2 separate regions of the Mus musculus genome follow, and region 2 is linked to region 1. A link is a contact called in public promoter capture Hi-C data. All regions are on one chromosome and are shown on one strand. Each heading gives the region's core, a stretch centred on a gene start, on an enhancer-like site or on the middle of the called end of the contact. The rest is flanking DNA. Distances are from core to core; before and after follow the strand shown.

Evidence for each region. Promoter capture Hi-C pulls out the DNA fragments that hold promoters and counts their contacts.
Region 2: a contact with region 1 is called in a promoter capture Hi-C map of HPC-7-derived erythroid cells, with 2.9 times the contacts expected there. The contact joins the promoter of Diaph2 here to the enhancer-like site in region 1. A contact is called at or near these places in 5 of 39 promoter capture datasets (the 3T3-L1 cell line, 3T3-L1-derived adipocytes, HPC-7-derived erythroid cells and 1 more) and 1 of 484 Hi-C or Micro-C datasets (embryonic fibroblasts).

Annotation. Positions count from the first base shown.
Region 1 is chrX:129,554,298-129,561,219 of GRCm38.p6, forward strand. No RefSeq gene overlaps it. Among named protein-coding and RNA genes, the nearest start is that of Diaph2, 190 kb to the right of the region's middle. Within about 2 kb of position 2,849, at least 2 of the 459 cell types and tissues checked have an H3K27ac peak or open chromatin away from gene starts, as enhancers often do.
Region 2 is chrX:129,747,354-129,754,219 of GRCm38.p6, forward strand. Diaph2 (diaphanous related formin 2) reads left to right here and starts at 2,389. Exons shown (of 27, transcript NM_172493.2): 1 at 2,389-2,763. The coding sequence starts at 2,623.

The DNA.
Region 1 (6,922 bases), core at 1,599-4,098:
CACACACACACACACACACACACACAGAGAGAGAGAGAGAGAGAGAGAGAGAGAGAATAAATAAATGTAATAATATTTTCAATTAAATTACCAAAAAGAAAAAAAAAGAAAAACTGACTTAGATCATACTGGTATTGATAGTTTATATATCCTTTGATAGACATCTACCTTAGCATAGCCGTCTCATTCTTTGATGGTAAATTAAGTTTTACCCTCCTTTTTAAAAATTATTATTATTTTTAAAGATTTATTTATTTATTTATTTATTTATTTATTTATTTATTATATGTAAGTACACGGTAGCTGTCTTCAGATGCACCAGAAGAGGGCATCAGATCTCATTACTGGTGGTTGTGAGCCACCATGTGGTTGCTGGGATTTGAACTTCGGACCTTTGGAAGAGCAGTCGGGTGCTCTTACCCACTGAGCCATCTCACCAGCCCCCCTACCCTCCTTTTTTAGAAAGTTTTTTTTTGTCTATTCTTATTTTATGAGCATGAGTGTTTTGCCTGCATGTATGTATATGTACCTGAATGTATGTACGGCCATATACATGCATGCAAGCTCACCTGCATGTGTGTATGCTCACATCCTGCAAAGGTTAAAGAACAGATCTTATCGCCCGAAGTGACAAATAATAATAGGGAGTGGTCACATGGGTGCTGAGTCCTCTGCTAGTCCAAGTGTTCTTAAATGCTGAACCATTCCTCCAACCCTAAATTTACCCTTCTTTCAAATTTCCCTTTGCCAACAAAATACTGGAGAAGTTGGCATGTAATCCATTGCAGTCAGTTGCTAATAAATGAGTAGCTGATAAATCTTTGCCCTGATAAGTAAAATCAACTGTGTTTGAAAGATGAGCAGAGGCTAAGAATTCAATGGCAAACTGTGATGTAAAATACTCTCATTCGTCAAAAAAGAAAAGACTCACTTTTATAAAATACAGAATGTCAAGATTAAACAAAAGAGCATAGTTAATGGTGGAATATCAATCCAGACAAATGAATTAGAGAAAATAGAAATTCAGCCTGGGTTGAAGAGTGCCTGGTGTGACTGGAGCTCCTAAGCAAGCTAGCACCTCTCACATTTGCAACCCTAAAACTGAGCAGAAAGTTGCAGATCTCTTTCTAGACTAAAATTATACTTGAAAATAAGAGTTTTATCCAAATGTCTCTACACTTGGAGAACAATGCATATGTTCATGTGCACACCAGTGATCAGGACACTTTGAACGTTAAAACAACAGGATTGTAAGCTAGAGGCCTGATTTGGCTACATAGTGAGATTTTTTCCCAAAAGAAACACAAAGTATGATAGGTAAGACATGTCACAGATGACTCGGATGCATTCTGCTTCTTAGTGTATAAATCCAAATGTCACTCCCTCCCCTAGAGTATGGGCAGGACTGACTGTCTACCTTCTAACAAGTAAACTATTCCAGAAGTGATGGGATGTCACTTCTGAGATCAAGTTACAATTCATCACAGCATCCACTTGCAGCTGCCACTTTGGGCCTTTTAAAGCCTACTGCCTGGTTGTGAGCTGTTCCTTGCTGAGTCCTGAGATGGCAGCAGCTCCAACGACTCTTTGACCATGGCTTTGAGGAAGACCCTAGTCTAATGACACTGTGGGATAAAGTATGTTGTTATGAGCCTATGATGTTTTGCTAATTTGTTAAGCATATAGGTAGTAGTAAACTCACATGACATAAAAAGGATACCATTTTCCACTGGTTATCTGCAGAAAAAGTTTTTAGGATCCACTGCTCTCTAAGATGAGTCCATGCAAAGGGAGAACATAAGTGGAGGAGAATGGAAAGGAAAAAGAGGGAGAGAAGGAGAAGGAAGGGAGGGAGAGGAAGAGGGAGGGATGTATTACTGCTCTCTGAACAGCTGCAATTCCTCAGAAATAGAAAAGGAGAGAGGAGTTTGGCTCAGTTCCTAATTCCTCTCTTCTCATTTTGGGGGTAATTAGCAGTTAATCATGAGCTTGCAATTTGCTTGTTGACTGAAGATTGAAATATACAGTACTATCCTTACTTAGTAGTAAACTTCACATCTTCCTACTTTTTAAAACCAACCCATCATTAACACCTCATTCTATATAAAAAACATTTAAATGATGTCACATAGCATGCTTAGTGGGTAGCACTTCTAAGCAGCCTTTTTCCATATCCCCAAATCAAACAAAACCTATACTGTTTCTTAAAATTATATTAAATAAAAAAAAACTATTTTTCTTTTTAGACAATATCTTGCTATGAAGCCTTGGCTGGCCTTAAACTCATATAGACTCCCTGCCAGTACCTTTTGATTGCAGGAATTAAAACATTTGACAATATACCATGCCTAAAAGGACATTTTTAAAAAGAACTGTGTGGTGCCCAAATTATCACAAATTCTGAATTCCAAGTGACATTGATTATAACAGATATGCTTCAAAAGCTACACAGACTAATTTTTTTCTCCCTAAAAACAAGTAAAAATGATGACTAGCTCAGGGAGTGTGTTGGGAAGATGACTTTTTGGCTAATAAATAGTTCTTGCTGTTCTTTCAGAGGACCAGAGATCTGTTCCCAGCACCACATCAGGTTGCTCACAGCCATGTGTAACTCCAGCTCCAGAGAACCAGACAATTCTGTCCTCTGTGGGTGCCTATAGTCACATGCACATACCCACATGCAGACACACACAGCTTCATATAATTAAAATAATAAAAAATACTTTTAAAAGTGTGCATGATGAGTAATGGAACAAAAATTCATACAGAGAGCTTGAATACAAGTGGTAGCAAGTACAGAGACAGAGACTGCTGTACAGGCTTGGCAGGCCTGGAGCAGTTGACTCAGCACAAGAGTAATGAATGCATATGTTCTTCCAGCTCTTCCACTTTAACTAGAACACAGGGTAGAGCATTATAAGTCACTGACATGTCCAAACACAGTGCCTCTATTTCCTCTACACAAACCTTCACAAATGCATCCCCCTGGGAGCAGAATGTTGACCTCTCTTCCCATTTTACACAAAATCAGTGCTCTTAATCAGCATTGCTGTATCTCCCACTCCATCAATTTGATGGACATTCAACTTAAGGGAGTGATTTTTTTCCATTATTAAGAATTATATATAAGCTCTTTTTTTTTTTTTTTGCAATGGAGACACTTAGAAAATTATGCATGGGTCTGCCAAGGATGTTGTAATTCTGTCATTCTGAACACATTGTTCAACCAGGAGACCTGGGTTGATGCTGTGATTTTAAACCAGTCAGGGATCCTTTGGGATAAAGTATAATGCATAGAACATTATATCATATAAGAACAGGAAAGAACACGAATGACAGAACTTATGAGGTATTAATCACTGAATATTATTTTTAAATTATTTCAAGTCATTCCCAGGACAAATGCCATCTCCATTTTGACATCAAGTCCATGTAGACTTGAGAAGTAGAAAGCTTACTGATGCTTTGTATTTTCCCTGCCTATTTTTTCTTTAGACTCATAAGTTAATAGTACTTTGGCTTGCTTCCCTACAAATGACACAGCTACATCAATAGATATCATCCATCAAATACCACCTAGATTGTACCTCAGGAAAACTGATTGTCCACAGATCCCCTTAAACAGCTCCACAGTGGTCAACACATAGCTCTACCCTCCCCATCTTTTCCGTACACAGAAATTGCTTTCCTTCTTGAATTCAACAGAGATTTGGATTTTTCTAAGGCAGCCCTCAGGGACATTTTGAAAGCTTCCTCAAGATTATATCATTTGTTTGTCTGCTACAGATAAATTCAAGAAAAAATAAATAAAAAAGGCTCTAAGTAACAGCTCAACATTATACTTGGCAAGTCCTCTGCACTCATGTTGAGGTCAGGGCCTGGCTGTTTTGTTTTTGACCATAGAATAAATCATTTTTCTCCCTTTGATACAGCAAAGCAAACTGAGGCAAAGAGAAGCTGGCTTTTTAGGAGAGAGGAAAGAAGATGGTCAGAACTTATTAGCCCGTCTCACCCAGGTCAAAAGCAGGCTGTATCTTCTCTTTCAAGATGATATAAGTAAATGCTCATTTTTCACTATAGAACAGTCTATGAAAAAAATATTCTCATGTTGCTAATGAGAATTCCAAGAATACTGCCAAATGAATGTTGATATCTTTATGATTAAAAGAATCTTCTGTGATAATGTTTATCATGAAGATTTGGGGAAGCTAACTTGAAAAAGCCAGCCATGACAATGAATGCCTGCAAGACCTGAGCTGGGGAGGTGGAAAGAGGAGAGTCACTAAGGATTGGTGACTAGTAAATCTAGCTGAATTGGTGAGTGTCTGGTGTGCTCAGTCATCTATAGGATGGAACACAGGGCCCCTAATGGAGGAGCTAGAGAAATTACCCAAGGAGCTGAAGGGGTCTGCAACCCTATAGTTGGAACAACAATATGAACTAATCAGTACCCCCAGAGCTTGTGTCTCTAGCTGCATATGTAGCAGAAGATGGCCGAGTCAGCCATCATTGGGAAGAGAGGGCCCTTGGTCTTGCAAACCTTATATGCTCCAGTACAGGGGAATGCCAGGGTCAAGAAGTGGGAGTGAGTGGGTAGGGGAGCAGGGCGGGGGTAGGCTATAGGGGACTTTTGGGATAACATTTGAAAAGTAAATGAAGAAAATATCTAATTTAAAAAAAAAGAGAGAGAGACCCTGTCTCAAAAAAAAATGTGGTGGAGTATTACAAAAACCATCTAATCTTGATAGGTAAACACAGGGCCGTGTGCTTTCTTGCATACAGATATGAACACATACATCAAATAAATACAAACACACACACATACATATTAACACAGAGAAGTTACTATATGATATCATGCTACAAACACGTATAAGTATTGATCTCAGAAAACTACTGTATGTTGATATGTCCATATAACTGAGTTATATATAGTCCATATACCATTTTGCCTTCCTCTTCAACTGCTGCTTTTCCAAGACAGCTCTATTTCCTGCTCCATTTATCTCCTTTCCCAAAAGAATTTTCTCATGCTCTTCTTCCTTTAGGTTTTACATGCTGTGTAGACTGATCTCTCTATTATAGGAAGGAAATTGTTTCATTTTCCTTTTTGTTCTTAACATATCTGTTCTAGTATAGCACCCCCTAATTAACTCCATCATTTTATAGTCTAATTGCCTGTTTCACAAAGTACAGTGGTCTTTACAGTGGTTCTCAGCCCGTGGGTTGCATCACCTTTGGGGATTGCATATCAGATTCTGCATATCAGATATTTATATTACAATTCATCACAGTTGCAAAATTACAGCCGTGAAGTAGCAACAAAATAATTTTATGATTGGAATCACCACCACATGAGGAAATGTTTTAAAGGATGGCAGCATTAGGAAGGTTGCAAACCACTGTCTTAGGTAAAAAAAAAAAAAAATTGAACATTATGGTTCAGCCATTTCAGTATATCTACACTGTATATGTCAATAAATGTAAACAACTTTGATAATCTTTCTGTGCTCTCTGAAATGTAAAGTCTGCTCATAAAATTGATTGTGACATCCAGAGAAGTATTATTGGAAATTATCATATGCTACAAGTAGTACTAATTAATTAGAATTGGAATGTGGGTGCTAAGGCGTCTCAAGTTTCTCTTGGACTTCAGCGGACTGATTGGCAAACTATGTTGTTCAGTAGAGCACTAAAGTCTCTCTTTCACCTGAACACTTAACCTTGAATCCGCTGAAGTTTAGAGAGATAAAATAAATACTTGAAGATCTTTGTTTTCTTTGAGTATTGCATTTGACCCTGAATAAATAACCTTAACTGACTGGAGTGCCTGAAAGCAACAAGGGAAGAAATTAGACATAGTTTCTATTTGTGGGCCACAATAGAAAATAACTGATAATCTTCACATTTCCCAGGTTAGAAGTGTTATATTTTTGTGTTCCAATATAACCTTCAGTGTAAACAAACTTCAAAGAATAAAATGTGTGGCAAAAGACAAGACTGGTGTTTCCCCACCACTCCAAGCCCTAATAGCCTTATATGAGAAATGGCATGATTGGATCGCTTGGGAATCTACATTGGATATGTGACAGAGTCATCATGCCACTGCTAGAATCTAACTTACTAGTTGTGTCCTGAGAAAAAGTGAGACAAATATGACTGTTCCAACCCCTTGGGTCCAGTGCTTAAACACAGAAACCCCGAAAGCATAGACTCAAGAAATAGAGCTCAAAGAAATACATGTCTTTGTTTACTAGCCCATGAAGTCAATTAATGTTTTACAAGGATTGGATTGATAGTCTGCCTGGAAAAGATCCAAGCAAGAGAAAGAAAGTAAGCCTAATAGCACTCACTGGTGGAAGCCCTTGACTCTTTCAGTAAAAGAATCAACATATTTACGTTAAACACCATTTGGTGGATATTTCTAGCTCCTATAAATAAGACTCCTAACAAAGAAAGAAAATGGGAAGGTAATTTTTCCTTAAGGAAATTGACATGTGAGACTTAAATACATAGCAAGTACCCATGGTCCCCTTTTTAGTTAGGATGGACTCAGGATTCAACAATTTGATGTTCAAACCCATAATATTGTATGAATACTACAGGCATCAATAAAATGAAAATGATAACAGTGCTTGACACACAAAATGTTTATAAATGTTCATAATTTCATCTAGCATGCAATGAGGGATAAATCCCTAAAAAAGCACACCAAAAAAAGCTGAAATAAATATTTCAGCCAACAGTGGGTAGAAAAAGATTCGCTTTGATAAGAAATGTCTTATAAGCTGTGAATAACATTCTATTTGGTCCCAGAAAATCTTGTGCCTAATTCCCTCCATTATGAAAACTCTGTAACTAGATGATAGTTACTGTCACTTAGCAACTTAACAGAGATTAATTGTGATTGCTGTACACTATT
Region 2 (6,866 bases), core at 1,139-3,638, 190 kb after region 1:
TAAGACAGCAGTTGGTGAAATGTTAGGTTAAGGGACAAAATACTCTTGCCTGAGGCTGCTGTTTTCTTCCTTGTGTGTTAGTTTCCAAGAGAGACCAATGACCCTGATTCGTGATTCTGTTTGTACATTTGCTTAACAATTTGCTTTTCACATTAGCTAGAGCAAAATGCTGAAAAATAAACAGCAAGCCTTAAGCCAGGGTCTGAGATGGCCACAATTGGTAGGTATTGATCTTGTTTCATATGTATATGTATATATATATATATATTTATTTATTTATTTTTGAGACAATGTCTCACTATGTAACCTTGGCTAGCCTGGACCTTGCTATGCAGACTAGGCTGGCCTCAAATAGAGATCTGCCTGCCTCTGCTTGCCCAGTGGGCCAGTATGCTCTGCTGCATTGCCTTGCAACAATCCCCCACCTTTGTTTTCTTAAATTATAGGGTTTCTGCAAAAATCTATCTTCAGTCCCTTTGCCTGCCTAGAATGCTTTCTGTGCCTGTTTTGAAATTGGTCAATACATTAAAAAAAATATCTTCCCCAATAGTTGGAGAACTCTATGACAATAAGCTACATTTGTAGTACTTCGTTGGTCCTTCAAGGCTTTCAGCAGAACTTTAACAGCTCAAACCTTGTCTTCTGAGGGAAGGCGCTCTTGAGCTTCTGACATAGGTACTCTGGGAGTTTCCTGTTCACGTAGTTTTTGTCCCATGATGCAGTTCTTTCAGCCTGTTTCTTCCAATAGCCTAAGGGACAGACATGAGGTCAGCTTTAGCCTTCCAACTCCAAGACCCTCACTTTGACCTATACCCACATTTCTTCTACAGGAAGTACGTGTAGGTGTTGGAATACCATTCAGTATCTTTCTGTAAAACCTATTGTGTTTTTACTCTTTTTTAGGTGGAATGAAATTTAGATTCAGTTGTGTATGTGCGGAATGCGTCAAATTGAAAATACACATCTAATTTGTAGTTAAGTATGATCTTCAAGAAAGCAAAGGTATCTCGGAGCTTCTGTCCTTTGTATTGAGAGCATGAACTCCTCTGCTGCCTTCCTTGGGTAATTGGCTACTTTGGTAACGTAGACAGCCTGTCCACAGGATTAAAAAGAAACTTAATGATAAAGACAAAAGCTGAGACTTGAGCGCTTTTGAGATATCTACAATTCTTTTGCTCTATTATTCAAGTTATTTATGTCATTGCACTCACATGATGGCCAAATTTATCATACTGCATTCATTCTGATAAAAGTTTGTTTCAGCATAACTTCAAATTGAATTGGAGAAGGCCAAATGGTCTCACAGCCCAAAGTTATCTTCGTCACTAGTAGGGTTATAGACATGGTTATAGACTTGGTGTTTAAGTTTCTAATACAAGTGGCTTCCCCACCACTTGGTCTCTAATTCTGTGATGGTTTGTTGGTTTGTTGAAACCCCGCCTTTGTAAGGTTCCTTTGGAAACAATGGGAAAATCTACCTTCTGAGGATGAAATATTAGGTGCGGTGCCTTGAGAGAAGAGTATACGCTGCTCCCTGGTATTACACAAAAACATCAGTTGTCTAGAGATTTATCTTTTAAACAAAGTTTCAACACATAAAATCTTATGTACTACTCTTTGCAATAACCTTAAACCTAAACTAGCTTGGGAAATCGAAGATAGGATTCAGTCCAATAGTAAATTCTAAATAGGTGCTTTGGTTAAAAAGCTATCTATGGTAGGGGTAGGTTGGCCTTAACCAACAGCCTGCAAAGGAAGCAATGATTGTATTTTTTTGGGCCACAAGGCAATTGTGGCAAGAGGCACCCACTCTTTCCACTTTGGCCCATACAATCTGTCTAGGCAATTAATCAGAACTCCCTATGGTGGTTTTCTTATACTTTGCCAGTTGCCTTGCTAATTAAACCTGCCCACAGAATGAAGCAAGAGCACATCCCCTGAGGGCCTTCTGCCTAGGGAGGGTAGGGGTGACCAACACTAGTGAAAGCTGATACTTGTGGCCTAGCCAGTAAAATGCTCACAAGAATCCTCCTCACTCAGTTTCCCTATCTCTAAAATGGGTTCTCTCTCTCTCTCTCTCTCTCTCTCTCTCTCTCTCTCTCTCTCTCTCTCTCTCTCTCTCTCTCTTTTTACCCGTCTAGACTAGTTCCCTTCCTTTTGGTGCTAGACAACTAGGAAGTGAAATCAGTGCTTAACCACAGTAGAATGTCCTCTGGTAGGCTCCAGTCTTAGCCCAGGCGGCTCAGCTCCACGAGTAGGAAGCGGCTTTCGGAGCCCGCCCGGGCGACCGACAGCGGGCACTTTGATGAATCACGTGTGTCGAGGCCGTCTTAAAGAGATAGGCACCTACTTTTCCTCCACCCTAAACGCCGCCCCGAGGGCGGAGGCGACCGCGGTGATTGCAGCTGCTTAGGGGCAGGGCTTGCCCCAGCGCTGAGTGGTGGCACCGGCGTGGTTTGCGTCGGGGTTGCCTGGGCTTGGGGAGACCCGGTGGCCTGGGAGCGGCGCTTGGCGGGCAACCCTCTCTGTCCGTGGACGCGGGACATTCTTAGCGCTCCGAGGGGTGTTTGCCCTTGAGGAGACTTGGGGTTTCTGGGCGGCAGGTGACAGGGCCAGAGAAAGATGGAGGAGCTCGGGGCGGCGGCGTCGGGAGCCGGAGGCGGCGGCGGTGGCGGCGAGGAACACGGCGGGGGCCGGAGCAACAAGCGAGGCGCGGGGAACCGGGCCGCCAACGAAGAGGAGACGAGAAACAAACCCAAACTGGTAAGTCTTCCCGCAAGCCCCGCTGGTCTCGGAGACCCGAGATCCCCGGATCGTCCTGCCCAGGAACACGCCTGGGAGCCGGCCCTCCCCTCCCGGCAGCAGCCGTGATCTCGCCGCACAACTCAGGGAACGGAGACGGCGTGGGGGCGGAAGAGCACCCCTTCTCCACTTTATCCGGCCTTCTCTCTCGGGTCAGCTTGCGGAGGAGAAAGGCCCCACCCCAACTTGGGGACACCCTGCGTCGCGTCCTAGAGTACTGGGGTAGGGCTGTTTGTCTAACTTGTGGGCGCGAACCTTCTTTGCGGGATTCCATTTCCCTCCCACCTCTTGTCAGTTGCTGTTTGGTCCCTTAACACTTGGGGTCCCGGGCAGGGGAGCCTCCCTCCTCTCCGTTTCGAGCGCATCGGAGCCCACTCATAGCTAAGGAAATCAAGACAAGCACCACATAGGTTCCTAGCTCCTTCGACTTTGCCAGAAATCGGAGAAAGAGGCGCCTGCGTGCGTTTGTTCCCCCCACCCCCCATGTGCTCACCCAAGAAACATTTCTTTGGAAGTCTGGGACTTGGGGGGAGCGTGGGAGGAGTTGGAGGCTGGGTAACCCCGCCAACCCCCCCCCCCCCCCTGCATCCCAGCACAGCATTTCCACTTGGTTGAGAATGCTCAGAAGCAGTTATGTTCCCCATACTTGTCTCACAGTCCTGACAGTGTGGTCCAGTAGTAGCTCATTTCCTGCTGAGGCCAGAAATCGATGGGGCCTGGTATTGGGTTGGGAAATACTGGGGTTTCTTCAACTCATCAGTTAAAAGGGTTCCTCTTTTGGTAAACTTTCTAATTTCAGTGGCATGAGGAGAAAGGAGTTTCCTGCAGAGATTCAGCAGGCAAACTTTTGAGCCTCTCCTGAGCCTTTTGAACAGTAGAATCCTACTCCACATCCCAAGTACAAGTCCATGTCGCTCGTCTACATTTCAGTTGTAAACAACAACTTGATTATAGTAGAAGAGAGGGTGAGACTGTGACATGCAACTCAAACCATTTCCTGTGGCATCTGGCCACTTGGTCTGGACTTGCACTTCTCTTCTGGCTCCGGTTTACTTTCCTATTATGGACCGTCCATACGGGAAAACAGGGCTCAAATATTAGGACATATGAAATCTTCCATTATGTGCGAACGGACTTGGGCTAAAGTAATCTTTCAACTTTAAAATCTCATCAAAACCTGAGACAAATCTAGAAATCACTTCCCTAATGTGTCCTATTACCCCAAGCACTTACAAATAAAGAAACTGAGTCACAGTTCTTTTGACTTGTCTGCAATATTTATCACAGTGATGAGGGCTCACACCATCCTGGATTCAAGAAAAACAGTTCTGAGTTTATTGTTCGAGTTGAATGTATTTCAATTTGTTTCTTTTCTTTTTGAGATAGGGTATCTCTATGAAGTCCTGGCTGTTCAGGACCATGCTATGTAGACCAGGCTGACCTTGAACTCACAAAGAGCCTCCTCCGTGGGTCTCCTGAGTGCACGAGTCACTGCCTCAGCCAAGCAGTCAAAAGTTTTGATAATGTGACTTTGAAATGTACTAGTTTGTGGTAAGAGAGTGAGCCTACTTCTGTTTTCCCTCTCCCCTTACTTAGCCCAGTATAAACTGTAGTAAAAAGTTTAAAAATAAAAGTTAAGGAATAGTTTCCATAAATAGTTTTATACATTTAGCAAGAATCTCCCAATTTTCAATATAGTAAAGGAAAAGCATTTATCTCTAGTAGTAATAACATTTACTCTTTGGCTATTCGTCCTATTTCATCTTTTATGTTTTAGTTGATTTGACAAGGTAACTAGGTGATTATGAGATAGTATCACTTTCAGTTCCTAGCTAACTAACTTCACTGTTCTGTAGTTATCCCAGCTTGATACAACAAATCAAGTACTGGAACCCAGAGCGCAATACCAACATGAGTTTCTTTTTTTCTACTCATCTATAACTTTTGAGCTTTATGTGATTTCCTGAAGCCAATGTGTCACAGCTAATAAAAACAGGAATTGAATATGACTCATTTTAATGCAAAGAGTTTGATCAAATAACAAGTTTTGGTAAACTTGGGATTCTTAAAGTTTTGAAAGTATGATAAGACCTTTTAGAAGATTTATTTATTTATTTATTTATTTATTTATTTATTTATTTATTTGATGTATGTGAGTACACTGTCACTGTCTTCAGACACACCAGAAGGTGGCATTGTATCCCATTACAGATGATTGTGACCCACCATATGGTTGCTGGGAATTGAACTCAGGACCTCTGGAAGAGCAGTCTCTTAACCACTGAGCCATCTCTCCAGCCCCCTTAGACTAAATTTTAAAAATATTAATGCTATGTATTATGCTTCACTGTGATAATTCCAAATTTTGAATGTGTGTAAAGGAGTTGTATGTGATTATAAAACAGCCTTATGGCAATATAAGTTATTTGTCTGGGTTATTGTATTATTAGGGGCTCAAAACTCCTTAAATAAAAAAAAGGGGTATATGTTTATTTTTCTGGCTTTTCTTCCTTTTGTTAGTTTCTTAGAAGTATCCATGACTTGCAGAAAGAAAAAAGAATCATTGCAGTTCAAAAGACAGCAAAGGAAAAGACAGCTGGAGAATTGAGGGAAACTCCTTAAAACAATTAGTTCAATCACTGTAGTCTAAGGGTTTCTTAAACTATAAGACTGGTGCAACTGTGTTCATTTATTTGCTTATGGATTTGGAAAAATGGGGATTGAGGTTGTATTTTTGTAGGTAAAATTTTTGTAGGCTAGTTATAGTCCCGCATTTTTGATGCCTAACAGTGAAAACTTTTTTCAGATTGACCTATCAGAACTTTAATGATTTCTGTTTAAGGTTGTGTGAGTCTAAGTGTAATAAAACTCACTTCAGTTTTTCAGATATGTATCCTCATAATGAAACCCCCACATCTCCACCCACCCACCCATCCACCCATCCATCCATCCATCCATCCATCCATCCATCCATCCATCCATCCATCCATTAAGGGAAGCAGTTCATTCATTGACTCAGTACATTTTGAATAATATATGGTAGTAGAGTTTCTGATTTTATATAACTTTCTGGTTAGGCCCAGACTGTAGCATGCTATTAAACAGCATGACTCTTATATTAATTAGTAATTTGATGCCAACCGTGTATTATAATTTGTTAAACTGAATAGGAGATAAAGTGCCCTAGAGAAGTGTTAGGAAGATGCTCTGTCTTAAAGCTCATATGCTTAAAGGAATGATTTAACCATTAAGAGAGTCCAGTGTTAGAACTAGAGAGATAGTTCAGCTGATAAAGTGCTTTCATGCAAACTTGAGGATCTGAGTTTGATGCCAGCAATCTGGTATAGAGTCTATGCTGGTTGCACACATTTATAATCACAGGGATGTAGGTAGGAAAAGACAGGCAGATCCCTGGGGAGATACAGGCCAACCAGCCTAATTTAACCAAAGGGGTCCCCGATTCCTTTGAAAGTGATAAAAAAAAAAAGAAGAAACTCCTTTTTGATGAATGACCCCAAGATTGACTTCTGGCTTCTATAAATATAATGCATATTACATGAGTACATACACACACTATAATGTATATATTACATGCAAACACCCCCTCCCGCCACACACACACACACACACACACACACACGCACGCACGAGTGCAATAGACAAGTGAGGCTACACAAGAGAACAAGAGCAACAGGGGACATTGTTAAAGTGAAGCTAATATCTCTATCTTCTATTGCAAGATGGTGGATATAGAGTAGTTTGACAATATTTGATGTTTTAATTTTTTTCTATATAATTTCTGAAGCTGTTTCTTTTTTTGTTTGTTTGTTTTTTGTTTTTGTTTTTGTTTTTGTTTTTTGTTTTTTTTTGAGACAGGGTTTCTCTGTATAGCCCTGGCTATCCTGGAACTCACTCTGTAGACCAGGCTGGCCTCGAACTCAGAAATCCGCCTGCCTCTGTCTCCCGAGTGCTGGGATTAAAGGCGTGCACCACCACGTCCCGCCCAAGCTGTTTCTTTTTTATGCCAGTAAAATTAAGTTAATAATTATAATAACACATGGATC